Linked DNA regions of Mus musculus: region 2 is linked to region 1. The links are chromatin contacts, called in public HiChIP or PLAC-seq maps. All regions are on one chromosome and are shown on one strand. Each heading gives the region's core, a stretch centred on a gene start, on an enhancer-like site or on the middle of the called end of the contact. The rest is flanking DNA. Distances are from core to core; before and after follow the strand shown.

The links. HiChIP or PLAC-seq counts read pairs in DNA pulled down with a chosen protein or histone mark.
Region 2: an HNF4G HiChIP or PLAC-seq map of pancreatic cancer cells shows a contact between it and region 1. The contact joins two enhancer-like sites. A contact is called at or near these places in 2 of 39 promoter capture datasets (cranial neural crest and pre-B cells), 2 of 15 datasets of contacts at CTCF or cohesin (both in embryonic stem cells), 11 of 484 Hi-C or Micro-C datasets (embryonic stem cells, erythroblasts and reprogramming fibroblasts), 13 of 115 datasets of contacts at active chromatin or transcription factors (embryonic stem cells and pancreatic cancer cells) and 1 of 9 other capture datasets (liver).

What each region holds. Positions count from the first base shown.
Region 1 is chr7:44,691,182-44,698,646 of GRCm38.p6, forward strand. No RefSeq gene overlaps it. Among named protein-coding and RNA genes, the nearest start is that of Izumo2, 14 kb to the right of the region's middle. Within about 2 kb of position 6,215, at least 131 of the 459 cell types and tissues checked have an H3K27ac peak or open chromatin away from gene starts, as enhancers often do. A contact at or near this core is called in pancreatic cancer cells, where this site is marked.
Region 2 is chr7:44,949,906-44,957,074 of GRCm38.p6, forward strand. Tsks (testis-specific serine kinase substrate) reads left to right here. Exons shown (of 11, transcript NM_011651.2): 3 at 874-969; 4 at 1,134-1,217; 5 at 1,931-2,041; 6 at 2,641-2,927; 7 at 3,842-4,036; 8 at 4,409-4,582; 9 at 6,547-6,682. Among named protein-coding and RNA genes, the nearest start is that of Tsks, 10 kb to the left of the region's middle. Within about 2 kb of position 2,281, at least 261 of the 459 cell types and tissues checked have an H3K27ac peak or open chromatin away from gene starts, as enhancers often do. A contact at or near this core is called in pancreatic cancer cells, where this site is marked.

The DNA.
Region 1 (7,465 bases), core at 4,965-7,464:
CAGATCCCATATTTTAAAATGTGGATGTGGGAATGGTTAAGAACACTGGCTTCCCTTGCAAAGGACTCGGGTTGGGTTCCCAGAACCCACATGGCAGCTTTTAACCATTGGTAACTCCAGGTCTGGGTACCAAGGAAGGGTCTGATGAACAGTGATTGGAAATCAACTCTCCTGGTCTCCAACATCTTAGCTTATTTAAAGGAAAGGCCCTTCACTCACCTTAGTAATGCTTAGACAGAATTTAACAATGCTGAACCCTTCTTAACCCGTGTTCAGGCCTCTAAGGAGAGGCCTCGCAGGTCTAAAGTGATATGTGGTATCATCGTCATTATGCTACAGGCCTGCAAAGCTACAGCCTGAGGGCCAAATCTGCTAGATCACATATTTGTGTCAATAAAGGTTTATTGACACCCAGCCACATTCATTCAGTCAATACTGCTTATAGCTATTTAAAAAGCTGCAATAGGCTCTCTGATGTAATGTCTCTGTAAGGCACTGGCCCAACCATTCAGACCGGAATTTGGTCCCCAACACCCATATGCAAAGCATATGCTGGAAATCCCAGTACTGATGAGGCAGAGACAGGGGAATCTGTGTCTCACAGGCCAGACAGCCTAGTCGACTCAGCCAGTTCCAGGTGAGTGAGAGTCCATATCTTAAAACAAGGGGGTGGGCAGCAAGATGGCTAAGTGGGTAAAGCTGTTTGTTATGCAAACTTGGAGCCCTGAGGTTGCTCCCTGGAAGCTATGTAAAAATTGGAAGGAAAAACAGATCCCACAAAGGTGTCCTCTGACGTCACCAACCCCCCACCCCTTGCCCCTGCCTAGACACATGTGCATCATGGACAGGCACACAGACAGTGCCTGAAGAACAATACCTATATATGCAGAAATAGTTTGGCAGCCCTTTTCTAGAATGTTCTTAGCGGCTCTGGGGTAGTAATCCCCTATACAATCCTCATCCCCTGTGAATGGATGAAAAGACTAAGATATTTGCCCAGCACCACCCAGCAGGTGCGGGTGAAGAGGAAGGGCTTCTCTTTTGCTCTGCTTAGTAACTGGAGGCAACATTCCAAGAGAAGAGGGTTCAGCCGCCTGCTCAGCAGGTAAGATCACAGCCTCAGCCCACTGTGCTAGGGATGGACAAGAGGGGGCCTGTCTACACTACTAGATGGCTCTGAGGTTAAGACTGGCTTGTTACTGCAGCACAGCCCACTTTATCCTGACTGCTGCAGCCACGCCACATTCCCCCAGTCATTCTCCCCTTCTGCCTTCTTGTCTTCATCGTCTCCCTCCTTTCCCCCTCCCCTCCCTGCACTAAGCTACACACACACACACACACACACACACACACACCCATCTTACAGCACACATGGGACTACCCAGCATGGCCTCAAGTTTCACTGGGGATTTGGTTGCAAAACTGCCTAGAGCTTTGCTTCTGGAGTGATTCATGGACCAGATGCATCCTCCCAGATGCAGGTTAGAAATGTAAAACTCCAGCCTGGCCACCATGGTGCAGGCCAGTCATCATCCAATACCTGTGAGGCTGAGGCAGGAGGATCTCTAGTTTGAGACCAGCCTGGGAAACTTAGCAAGACCTTGTCTGAAGTTAAAGAAAGTAGAATACTTAAGGACTGGCTGACTGCAAAGCCCAGAGCCATGTGATATTGTCACACTTTTGGGCCTTTTGTTTTTGTTTTTTGAGACAAGGTATCTGTGTGTAGCCCTGGATGCCCTGAAACTAGCTCTGTAGAGCAGGCTGGCCTTGAACTGGGAGATGTGCCTGCATCTGCCTCCGAGTGCTAGGATAAAGACATGCATCACCATTACCCAGCTACTTTTTTAGTCTTGAAGGACTGGAATTCCTGTTGCTCTGTATCCTTGCCAACACTTGGAATTGGCAGTGATGTTTTTTAAGTCATTCTGTTCTCTGTATGATAAGCAATGGCTGTGGGCATTGGAGGTCGCCCCCCCCCCCCATTAGGTTTTCCTATTATACTCTTATTATTGCTATTTTGGTTTGCTCCTTGGATTAACCGTGTGTACCACCATCCCAAGGCTGTTATTATTTTGAGACAGGGTTTCACCTGGTCCAGGCTGGCCTCAAGCTCACTATGTGGCCAAGGATAGCCTACAGATTCTCCTGCCTCTACCATTACTAGTTTGTTCTCTATTGCGGGGACTAAAGCCCAGGCTTCCTGCATGCTAGGCAGTCAGTCAGTCACTCTACAAACTGAGCTACTGTGAACCCAAAGCAGGAGCCACATTGTTATACAGTGTTATACATTGTTGCACAGCGTTAAGTCTCCACAACTTCCAAGAACGGTTTGTTTCCTGAACCTAATGTATCCTTAGGGTGAGGCAGCCGTCTGGCCAGTCCCTGTGCACCTCTGAATAAAGCTTGCTTAATCACACAGTCATGGAAATGCCAGCCCCCCCCCCTCCTCCCCCAGGTCTAACACCAATTGCCAGCCTTGTTTGGTTCAAGTTTTTTGAAATGGGATCTAGCTCTATATAGCCCAAGAGGGTCTTGAACTTGAAGCAATCCTCCTGCCCCAGGCTTGACTCACCAAGCCAGTTTCTCTACCTGCTAGTAAATGCAGTACCGTCTCCTGAGAGTACTCACTTGGGACATGTGAGCGTGACTTCTTTCTCAAGGCCAAAGGAGAAAACTCGAAAGCAAGACTAGAAGTTCTCACTGGACTGTACAGTGCCTTATCTGCCTGTTATCTTGGAAGAGGGGGGTCAAAGGCCACCTATGAGCCAGGAGACCAGGTGGAAAAGGGAGGGGGGAGGGAGGAACACGGGTTAACCTAAGTACTTGGGATTTCACTGGAATGTTCCAGCATTTAGGGGAGGAGTCTGGGGACAAGTTTAACAGCCTGCAGGACACAGGATTCGACTGGTAACTCCACCCCGCAAACACAGCAACCCTGAGGCTGTTAACCTGAAGAATGTATGGGGGGGTGCGGGGTGTCAGACCAAGGGATGCTACTTAGCTCAGACCCAGCTGCTGGGTTCAAGACAGGTGCTGCCCTGATTGACTGATTCCAAGGATGTTTACTGCTTTCTCTGTGCCTCAGTGTGCTCATCTGTGAGTTGGGGACAAGGTCATGACTCATCTTGGAAGGCAGAGAGGGAGGAACAGAAAACTAGAGAGAGAGTGCACAAACAGACAGACAGAGACATGCACACATACAAGGAAGGGAGGGACAGAGGGAAAGGGAAAAAGAAAGAGAGAGGAAGAGAGGAAGAGAGAAAGAGAGCCCAACGAGGCAGAGAAAGCAAGGAACAGACAAAGATAAAGATGCAGAGAATTTGGACCAAGAGTCCCAATCAGATGCCCCTATTTAAGGGACAGGCAGAAACCACCTTGATGCTTCCCACCCCCCCCCCCCACACCCCCACCTTCCATGGATACTGTTGGGTCTCAGACCCTAGACAAATGGCTGATGTGCATGCTTAACATAATCAAACCTGCACCAAGGTTCTCCCAGCATCCCTCAGTCCCTACCTGTTACAGCAGTGATTCTTAACCTTCCTAATGCCACGGCCCTCAAATGCAGTTCCTCATGTTGTGGTAATACTCAACTCTAAAATTATCTTCGCTGCTACTCCATAGCTATAATTTTGCTACTGCTATGAATCATAATGTAAATATCTTTATATGCAGGTTATCTGATATGTGACCCCTGCGATATGTGATTTGACTCCCAAGGATGCTGTGACCTCACAGGTTGAGAACCAGTGTGATACAGGGTCCTTCTGGTTGGCATACCCCACCCCACCCCACCCCACCCCTAAACTTCCCCAACTCAGGGACTGGACTGCCCTTCTCTATATAATCCAGCCATTTGGGGTACATGGTCTTTTTGCCTACTTTACCCTCCTGGTCTCTTGGCCCAGGCCACCCCTCTTGATGGGCAGCGCTCCCCTCTCTTCCTTTACCCTCTCCCCACAAGGCTCAGGGTCTTATTCACTCTGGTCTCTGCCTCTGGCTACGCTCTCCTTTTAGCTACAATAGGCCTTCTCCTCCGACAGCCATACCTAGTAGTCATGACCTTCCTTTTTCTCTCAGACACACCCATGCCACCTTAAGCACAAATGCTTTCTGAGCGGTGACTGCACCAGACCATGCCTTTAAACACATTATTTAATCTTCTCAGAAACCTTTGGCCACACAGCCCAGCCCAGGAAAGGAATGTGTCACTGTGACCCCAAGGCTGGGGTGATGCCTCACAGTAGGGATGGGTGACTAGGGCATGGCCTCCTGTCCCTATCAGAAGTAGGGGTGAAATGTCTAAGAGCTGGCCAAGGCCTTTGATCACTCCCGGGCCCATGTGCTCCAGCCAGTAAACTGTTGTGGTTTCAAGGCCTGGATACTGTGAAGTAGAACACACACGCACCCAGAATAAGCGCCACACCCAAAGCTGCAGAGCTGGCCTAGATGGGAGACATGGCTATAGGCACACAGAAGCGAAGTCTTCAGCCTTCAGAAGAGTGTCCAGGAATGGGGCCCACACCTGTCATCCCAGTCTGTGGGAGGCTGAGGCAGGAAGATTGCCACAACTCTGATGCCAGCCTGGGTTATGCAGGGAGTTCCAAGTTGGCTTGAGCTACAGTATGAGACTCTGTCTCAGACCACCTACAACACAGAGAACTCACAAGGCCCACCTCTAGCTCAGGTCTCTGCAACAGGCAATGGTTGCTGGCAGGGGAGAGACATTTCCTCAGTGGTGCAGCCACCCCAGGGTGCCCAGGTGCCCTCAATTAACCCCTCACCCATGCTCCTAGAAGAATTAGACTCTCTGGGTCTCCAAGAAATAACAAGGACGTGAGAGTAGCAGGTGGCCTCTCTGGGAAAGGAAGAAGATCCATGGAGTTCAAGGAGGAGAAGAGAGGGAAATGAGAGTGGCCACGGCCACACTGCACTGCATACATGTGCAGAGGTGTCATCATGAGACCCAGGGTTACAGATGACTAATGTGTGCTAATAAAAACTCTTGTCAAGGGGCTGGAGAGATGGCTCAGTGGTTAAGAGCACTGGCTACTCTTACAGAAGTCCCTGAGTTCAATTCCCAACAACCACATGGTGGCTCACAACCATCTTGATGCACATTTCTAATGTGTCTGAAGACAGCGACAGACTACTCACATACTTAAAAAGAAACTTTTGTTAAGTAAAAAAAAAAAATGAGGATGGGTAAGATAGGTGATCTACCCCTTTAATCCCAGTATTTTGGTGGTGGCAGAGGCAGGCAGATCTCTGTAAGCTCAAGACCAGCCTGGTCTACATAATGAGCTCCATCCAGGCCAGTCAGGGATTCATAGTGAAACACTGATTCAAAAATAGGAAGAAAGGAAAGAAAAAGAGGAAACAAAATGACGGCCGTGTAAAGATGCCCACAATGGAGGGAGAATCCGACTTCTACAAGCTGTCCTCTGACTTCCACAGACATATTGTGGCACACACATGAAAGAAAGAGGGAGGGAGGGAGGGAGGGAGGGAGGGAGGGAGGGAGGGAGGGAGGCTGGGGAATGGTGCAGTAGGTTGCATCACAAATGTGATGACATCAGTTCAGGTCCCTACAACCCTCATATAAATCGGATGCAGTGGGGGGCTCTCACAGCTGTAATCGCAGGGTGGCTCTCCTGGGAGAATTGGGGTGGAGACAGGAACTACTTGAAGCTTACAAGCCAGCCAGCCTGGCATAAGCAGAAGTGAGCAAGAGACAAGGAAGGCCATGACCCAAAACCAGGGTCCTGCTTTGATCTACACTCCCAGACTGTGGTAAAAGGCATAGCTCAGCTGTAGTTACCTTGGCCAGACCTAGAATCCCACTGCGAGGGGCTGGGGATTGGCTCAGTAGGAGAGACTGAGAGCTCCCGGTTCCCTCCTCAGCTCCTGGGCAAGGATGCAAACAAGTCCTGTTCCCTGCATCTCTGCATCTCTCCTGTTTATGTTTCAGTTCCCAGAGTGTGTACTGGCCTTTACAAACCTCTCAGACTCTTGGCCACAGAACGTCGAGTCATAGAATACCTTGTGGGCTGCCGGAATGAAGGCCAGCTTTTCCACACTCGATCCACACAGCAGCCTCTCGCGTTCATCCCTTTTGAGGCCAGAATGAAGTCAGTCTCCCTGGGACCCAGCTAGAGACAGAGGCAGGTGCAGGGTCAGGGCAACATGACACTAAAGGCATTTGCCGGTGGTGTGAGGCAGGCAGGAAGGAATGTGGGACGGTTAGAGGAGCTTGGCCTGCAGCCCAGCAAGGAGAGAGGGTTACAGCAGACGCGCGGCCTGGTGCCAGGGAACTATATTCCACCATCGCTCGGGTCCACCTCCTGTAGGTGCCAAACACTGGGCTTTAGGGAGCAGGGGAAGCCCTTGAGTGGGCGGGTGTTATCGATATAGGCGTGGCCATGTTAAGGACCCCCCCCTCCCCTCCCCGAGCCAATGGCAAAGCGTTCCCCAGACCCAGGGTGAGGCTCAGAGGGAAACCGCAAATCCTTCCTCTGGGGATTGGACGCCAGTGTTGATGGATGGTGTGTGCAGAAAGTGTCTACCATAGCTTTCTTTCCTTGGATATTTGCAACCTGAAGACTGTGCCCTGCAGAGATCACGCCTACGGAGACGGTCAAACCTGACCCCTGGCCCAGCTGTATGCAACAATCCTGCCCCCCTGTTCAACTCTATATAATAAACAGGGTGTGATTCTGGGATGTTTAAGGTCATCTTTGGCTACAAAGACAGTTCTAGGTTGGCCTCGGGTACTAGACTCCGTTTTAACAACAGCAACAACAACAAAAGGCAAAAAGAGAAGACAGGCGAAATGAAGACAGAAAGCTCTTTGAAGGCTGCGGCAAGAGGATTGCCACGAGTTTCAGGCCAATCTGGGCTACAGAAAAAGACCCTGTGTCAACAGAAAAGGGAGGACAAGTCGGGAAGGAACTGTCTGTGGGAGGGTCATGAGGGGTGACTCAGCAAAGTAACAGTGACGTGTGCGTGCAGATACCATAATGCAACCCATTTTTTCCTGATAACTGAAAAATAAAACAAAAGCCAGGCAGTAGTGGCATACTACTTACTTTTAATCCCAGCACTCAGGAGGTAGAGGCAGGTGGATCTCTGAGTTCGAGGCCAGCCTGGTCTATAGAGTGAGTTCCAGGACAGCCAGGGCTACACAGAGAAACCCTGTCTCAAAAGAAAAAAAAAATAGTGAAACAACCCCCAAAACAGCTGTGCGCATCAGCTGTGTGCATGCACTTTCCAGGTACCCATGAGTCAGGGTCTCCCTCAGGGCAGTTCGTTGCACAGGAGCCTCCTGTCACCTGCAGGAAGCAGCCTGTATTTCCATCCCTGCAGGTCCCTGGATGAAACTGCCAGGTGTGCTCAGCCAGGGAGGCAGAGACCCTTGTGCTCACAGAAAAGCACCAGAGAAGCCAGGAATGAGAAACAGGGGGCT
Region 2 (7,169 bases), core at 1,031-3,530, 250 kb after region 1:
GGAGAGAAAGGGGACGAGGAAAAGGAAGCAGAAGCTGAGGAACAGGAGGAAGAGGAAGGGGAGGAAGCCATGCCTGTCCTTTCAACACACCATGCAGTGTCCACACCATACGGCCCATCCACGTCGCCCACCCACCTGTCATGGCCACATGGGCTCAGCTAGCTGCAGAGGCACTCTAATTTAAAGTCTTTATCTCACTGAGAAACGAGGATAAATGCCAGTGGTTATGTAACAAATCTCACTGCTATAGCACAAAGACAGAGAAGAGTGCACAGGGCACAAGCCGCAGCCTAGTCTCAGAGCAGCTGGTAACAACTGAGCACAGGAAGCAGGCGTGGTGGCACTGGCCTTTAATTCTAGCACTCAGGAGGTAGAGGCACACTGAACTCTATGGGTTCCAGGCCAGCCACAGCTACATGGTGAGATCTCATGGTCTCTACCTGACGATCCAAGATGTTGTCAGTTTTATACTTCAGAGAGTGGGGAGACAGAAAAGGAGGGATTTTTGGGGGTACACATTTGTGGCTGGAATCCGCGGTCTTGTGCACACTGGCAAGTACTCTGTCACTGAGTCACACCCCAGCCCCTCACTGGGGCGTTCTAGGTAGTGTCTCTACCACTGAGCCACATCCTCTCCTCTGACTGGGGGATTCTAGGCATTTTTCTGAAACTGTCTTCCCCTCTTGTCCCAGCACACTGTGAAGAATATTAGTCTACTTCTAGCTTTACCAAACAAGGGAACTCAATTCAAGGATGTCACCCTTTGCCCAAAGCCACATGCCCATCCAGAGCAAAACCAAACTGAAAATACACCCTTGCTGCCTCTAGAATGTTCTTGGTATTGAACTATACATGTCTTCTGTTCTTCACCAGAGTGGGGTCAACAGTGGATTGGTACGTGCCAAAGACTCCATCACCAGCTTGAAGGAAAAGACCACGCGGGTTAATCAGCACGTTCAGACTCTGCAGGTATGATACTTAAGGATCCCTGTGGCCTCTTCCTCCAGAACTAAGTTCTCGTCTTTGTAGCCACCTTTCTCCATTGTGCCGGCCCTCCGGAAGCTAAGAGCCTGCTCCCCTGTATAAGCTTTAACCCCGCCTTTGTGTAACCCTGTCTCCCTTCCATGGTCAAGAGCGAGTGCTCTGTGCTGAGTGAGAATCTGGAAAGAAGACGGCAGGAGGCAGAAGAGTTGGAGGGGTACTGCAGTCAGTTGAAGGTGAGCCGCTGTGGAAGGAATGGCTTGGGGAGAAAGTGATGAGAAAAGCGGGGACCGTGGAGGGCTTGGGATGTGGCTCAGTGGGCAGAGGGCTTTGCCTAGCATTCAGGAAACCCCGGGTTCAGGCTTGAGTGTGGTAGCACACCTTTGATCTCAGAACTTGGAAGTACAAGATTCTTTTCAGCTATATAACGACTTGGAAACCGGGGTACATGAGACCCTCTCGTGGCTATCAAAAAATGTCACTCTCTTCTGGCCTTCATGGGCACTGCCTGCGCTGTTGCACATATACATATGTATATTCATATACACAGGCAAAATACCCATTCATATAAGATTTTTTTTTTCAAGACAGGGTTTCTCTTTATAACCCTGGCTGTCCTGGAACTAACTCTGGAGACCAGGCTGGTCTCAAATTCATAAATCCGCCTGCGTCTGCCTCCCAAGTGCTGGGATTAAAGGCATGCGCGCCGCGGCCGCCGCCACCATCACCTCCCGGCTCATAAGACGTTTTCAAAAAAAAAAAAAATCTATTGAATTTTTAAATTTAAAACAAAAAGAGCACAGGAGAAGCGGGATGGTCAAAGGGGTACTGCAGTACGGGCTTGGTTAGGAAGGAAGCTTGGTTGGGAAGTGGGTGCGTCCTACATAGGGCAGGTGCGATGCAAAAAAAGAGGCTGAAGGTGGGGGGCAGAACCGGAATGGGAAGGCAGGGCCCCCGCCCTGATGTCCTGACCCAGGAGAACTGCCGCAAGGTGACCCGTTCAGTGGAAGACGCTGAAATCAAAACCAATGTCCTGAAGCAGAACTCTGCCTTGCTGGAGGTACGAGGGTGTGGAGGGTCCCAAACTAGTGAGAAGTTTGGGTGGAGTCTCGGGATGGAGGTTGGAGGAGCTATGGTGGACAAGGACAGGGGTGTAGAGGCTCCAGAGCCTTCAGTGAACTGAGGAGGGTTTGGGACCTGGCTGAAGGAGTTGGCTCTCAGGGGAAGGAGGGGCCCATCCCACGGGAGGAGCCAAAAGGGCTCGCTGGGTGGGACCAGGGTGGAGCCTGAGGAAGCTTAGTTATTCAAGGGTGTAGCCTGAAACGACTGGGTAGGCCGGGTCTAGTCTAGAATGAAGACTTGCTGCTAGCTCACTTTCCAACGGAACGCCGAGAAAGCTTGTCGCGGTCCCTAAGAGGCAGGGGCTGATTTTAGGCAGGCAGGGCAGGAGAAGGGAGTGATAGGTTGCCTGCCACTACAGAGTTTAGAGTAAATGTTATCTCCTCTCCTAAAGACAAGCAGGAGTTCAGTTACACTGCACGCGTACTTCCCAACTATCCTCTCTCTACACTACTTTGCAATCTCGGGGATCCATGGGGTGTAGTTAGCTGCAGGTGGTAAGGTGCCGAACACCTTGATTCGTTGCCCTCCCTTGCTCAGGAGAAGCTAAGATACCTCCAGCAGCAACTGCAGGATGAGACGCCCCGGAGACAGGAGGCCGAGTTGCAGGAGTTGGAGCAAAAACTGGAGGCTGGCCTCTCCCGACATGGTCTGAGCCCTGCCACTCCCATTCAGGGCTGCTCGGGTCCTCCTGGCAGCCCCGAGGAACCCCCGCGGCAGCGAGGCCTGTCCTCCAGTGGCTGGGGCATGGCAGTCCGCACAGGGGAGGGACCCTCGCTGAGCGAGCAGGAGTTGCAGAAGGTCTCCACCGGCCTGGAGGAGCTGAGGTGGGCGGGACTGAAGGAAATTGGTGGATCAGGCCGTAGGTGGAACAAAGGGCGGGAGCTAGGAGGAGCTTGGAGCCTGCGTGGGCGGGGTTTGTTTGCGGTTGGGTGGACCGGACAGAGTAAATCCTTGAGGGGTAGTGGTGGATGAGAATTGGAAGAGCTTGATGTGGGCGGGGCTTAGGGGAGCTAAACGTGTGAGCACAGAAGCAGAACCTAGATGAGGATTGGGTGATAGCATAGGTGGTACCGGGCTAACTTCGTACACTCAAAAAAGGAAAAGAGGTGGGGTGGGGGACGCAAAGTGGTGCATTCTTTTAATACCAGCACTGGGAGACAGAGGCTGAAGGATCTTTGTGAGTTCGATGCCAGCCTAGTCTACAAAGAGAATGCCAGCACAACCTGGACTACAATAAACAAGAATGTCTTTTTTGTTTGTTTTCGAGACAGGATTTATCTGTGCAGCCCTGGCTGTCCTGGAACTCACTCTGTAGATCAGGCTGGCCCTCAAACTCACAGAGGTCTGCCTGCCTCTGCCTCCCAAGTGCTAGGATTAAAGGTGTCACTCACCACCAACCGGCAACAGACCCTGTCTTAAAAACCAAAACAAGGCCAGGTGGGTCCCACTTGGGAGGCAGAGGCAGGTGAATTTCTGAGTTCGAGGTCAGCCTGGTCTACAGAGTGAGTTCCAGGACAGCCAAGGCTACACAGAGAAACCCTGTCTCAAAAAAAAAAAAAAAAAAAAAAAAAAAAAAAAAAAAAAGAAAGAAAGAAAGAAAGAAAAGAAAAGAAAAAAAAAAACCCAAAACAAAAAAAGTAAAGAAAAAAATGTTGGTGATCTATTTGGGGCGAGGTCGACGATAGCATGCATAGTCAACTCTTATACCCAACCCTTTCTTCCCTTCTGATCCTCGCAGGAGGGAGGTGTCCTCGCTGGCAGCCCGGTGGCATCAGGAGGAGGGGGCAGTGCAGGAGGCCCTGAGGTTGCTGGGAGGCCTTGGCGGCCGTCTGGATGGCTTCCTGGGCCAGTGGGAGCGGGCGCAGCGGGAACAGGCACAGTCCGCAAGGGGCTTGCAGGAGCTGCGAGGACGAGCAGATGAGTTGTGCACTATGTAAGGGCTCAGCAGGTGCTGAAGGGATGTGGGCTCCATGGGAAAGAAGTAATCGGAGGGTGGATCCTTGAGGGAAAAGGCTTGAGCAGTGGGCTAAGTGACCCAGTGAGAGGCTGGCAGTGTGGCTCAACCCCTGCTATGGGTTAAGGGCTTAGCTTTGAAGCTGAGTCCCTGCTTGAGATCCACCCGTAGGGAATGGGAGCTTGGCTCGGCATTTGCCTAGCAGAAGCTCTGGCTTCTATCCCCAGTGGAGTTAGACAGACCCATCCAAGCCAGGCCGTGCAGGTCTATAGTATTAAGAGGAGGACTTTCCGGTGCTGGGATAATACTGAATATTGCAAGTTATCCACATTGGTTGCTCTCCTGCCTCAGGGTGGAGAGGTCAGCAGTGTCTGTCGCCTCACTGAGGAGTGAACTGGAGGCACTGGGCCCAGTAAAACCCATTCTGGAGGAGCTGGGACGGCAACTTCAGAACTCCCGGAGGGGAGCTGACCATGTCTTGAACTTGGATCGGTCTGCCCAAGGCCCCTGTGCGCGCTGTGCCAGGTATGGGGAGGGGTAATGCCTACATTGCAGATCACATTTAGGACATGTGTGATCACACATTGTCATTGTGAGAGATGGATTCCCGTGGGATGCAGAATGAGAGCCCGGTTGCATTGTGGGAACAACTTTTCCACCCTTCCCACATGGTAAGAATTGGCTTCTTGTGGAGAGCAAAGATTAGATGCACTGGTATTTGAAACTTGGTGCATTTCCAGCACACTGTGGGAAGGCTGGGTTCTCTGCAACATAACACCAGGGGCACAGTTAGGAAAGTGTTTGTACTGGTCAGTCTAGCTGAATCAAGGAACTCCTGTCCAAAAAAAAAAAAGAGAGAGAGACTCTTTTTGTTGTTGTTGTTGTTTGTTTTTTGATTTTTTGAGACAGGGTTTCTCTGTATAGCCCTGGCTGTCCTGGAACTCACTTTGTAGACCAGGCTGGCCTTGAACTCAGAAATCCACCTGCCTCTGCCTTCCGAGTGCTGGGATTGAAGGCATGCACCACCACGACCGGCTAAGAGAGACTGTCTTAAAAAATAAGGTAGAAGGCCGGGCATGATGGCAAACGCCTTTAGTCCCAGCACTCGTACTCGGGAGGCAGAGGCAGGCAGATTTCTGAGTTCGAGGCCAGCCTGGTCTACAAAGTGAGTTCCAGAACAGCCAGGGCTATACAGAGAAACCCTGTCTCGAACCCCCCCACCCCCCAAAAAAGAAAGTTGGCTCAGTGGATAAAAGTGTTCTGACAGCCGGACAAACTTACAACCTCTGTATCCCAGCGTGGGAGGAGAGGGAATCCATTCCTGATAGTTGTCCTCCAGCCTCCACACTTAGGTGCCCACATTCTCTCACACAATAATAATTAAAAATGTGGTGGAGAGGGCTGGAGAGATGACTCGGTGGCTAAGAGGGCTGGCTGCTCTTCCAGAGGACACAGGTCCATTCCCAGCTCCCACACATGGTGGTTCACAACTGCCACCAACACCACCCGTCTGTACACAGGTGGCATTCCATCACACATACACAAAAATACAATATCATCCTAGAAACACAAGAGGCTGGAGAGCCGGCTCAGGTGGTTAAGAGCTCACACTACACTTTCAGAGGTCCTGAGTTCAATTCCCAGCACTGACATCAGGTGACTCACAACTTATGACTCCAGCTCGGGGGGAATCCAATTCCACTGGGCTCCGCAGGCACATAGCCACACATCCACACACTCATATGCATAGATTAAAATAAAGTAAAATAGGCCGGAGAGATGCCAGCACTGGCTGCTCTTCCAGAGGTCCCGAGTTCAATTTTCAGGCAGCCACCACAGAGTGGTTCAATGACCATCTAGAATGAGATCTGGTGCCCTCTTCTGACCTGCAGGTGTACCTGCAGGCAGAACACTGTATACATAATAAATGGGTAAATCTTAAAAAACGCATATAAGTTGGAATTGATTGAGCAAGACATTACCAACCTTTGTTCTCCACACAATACACACACAAAGAAAGTGAGAACTGGATGTCTTGTGGAAAGAGCTGAAAGTGGGCTTCCAGTCCAACATAGGGTCAGCTTTAACTCGGTTTTTTTGTTTGTTTGTTTTTTGTTTTGGGGGTTTGTTTGTTTGTTTGTTTGTTTTGAGACAGGGTTTCTCTGTATAGCCCTGGCTGTCCTGGAACTCACTTTGTAGACCAGGCTGGCCTAGAACTCAGAAATCTGCCTGCCTCTGCCTCCCGAGTGCTGGGATGGTTTCACCAGGTACCTAAAGAAACAGGGCCGGGCCTGGTGCTTGTTCATACCTTTAATTCCAGCAGAGGCAGGGTATCTCTGTGACTTCCACTCCAGACTGATCTACATAATGAGTTCCAGGACAGCTAGGGCTATGTAGAGAGACCCTGTCTCAACAAACAAAAATAATAAAAATTACCAGCCAGATGGAGCCTAACCAGGCCTCCTCCATCTGGTGACCCTCCTTCCCAGCCAGGGGCAGCAGTTATCCACGGAGTCCCTGCAGCAGCTGCTGGAACGTGCGCTGACCCCGCTGGTGGATGAGGTGAAGCAGAAGGGTCTGGCTCCTGCCTGCCCCAGTTGCCAGAGGCTACACAAGAAGATTCTGGTACCAGGGACCGTGGGTTGCCATGACCCACGTTACTTTTGTGTTTTGCAGGGTTTGGGGAGCCTGTGGCAGGAAGGGGAGGCCTTGCCTCTGTGCAGGCAGGACAAAGAGCTTGTGTTGTAGCTCAGTCACTCTGCAACCTGGAGTGACACTTTGGTTCAAAGCATGATAAGACACTGGGTCTGGGATATCTCGGGACATATGGGGCAGATTCTACTCTATAGCTCATGGAACATGGGCCTGATTTTCTGTAGCCCTTCAGGGAGGTCACTGGACTCAGAGGGACCCTTGATGCTAGACTGGGGGACCCACCAACACAAGCCACAGCCCTAGAGTTATTATAACTTGAGGTCTTATCCGTTGTGGGATATAGAGAGCAAGTGCATGCTATTGGCCTATGGAATGATGGGATCCAAATTATACTGAGCAGCCCAGGAATGCATGGGAGGTCATGGCCTGGGGCTGCATTGGAGGCCTGCACTGGGGG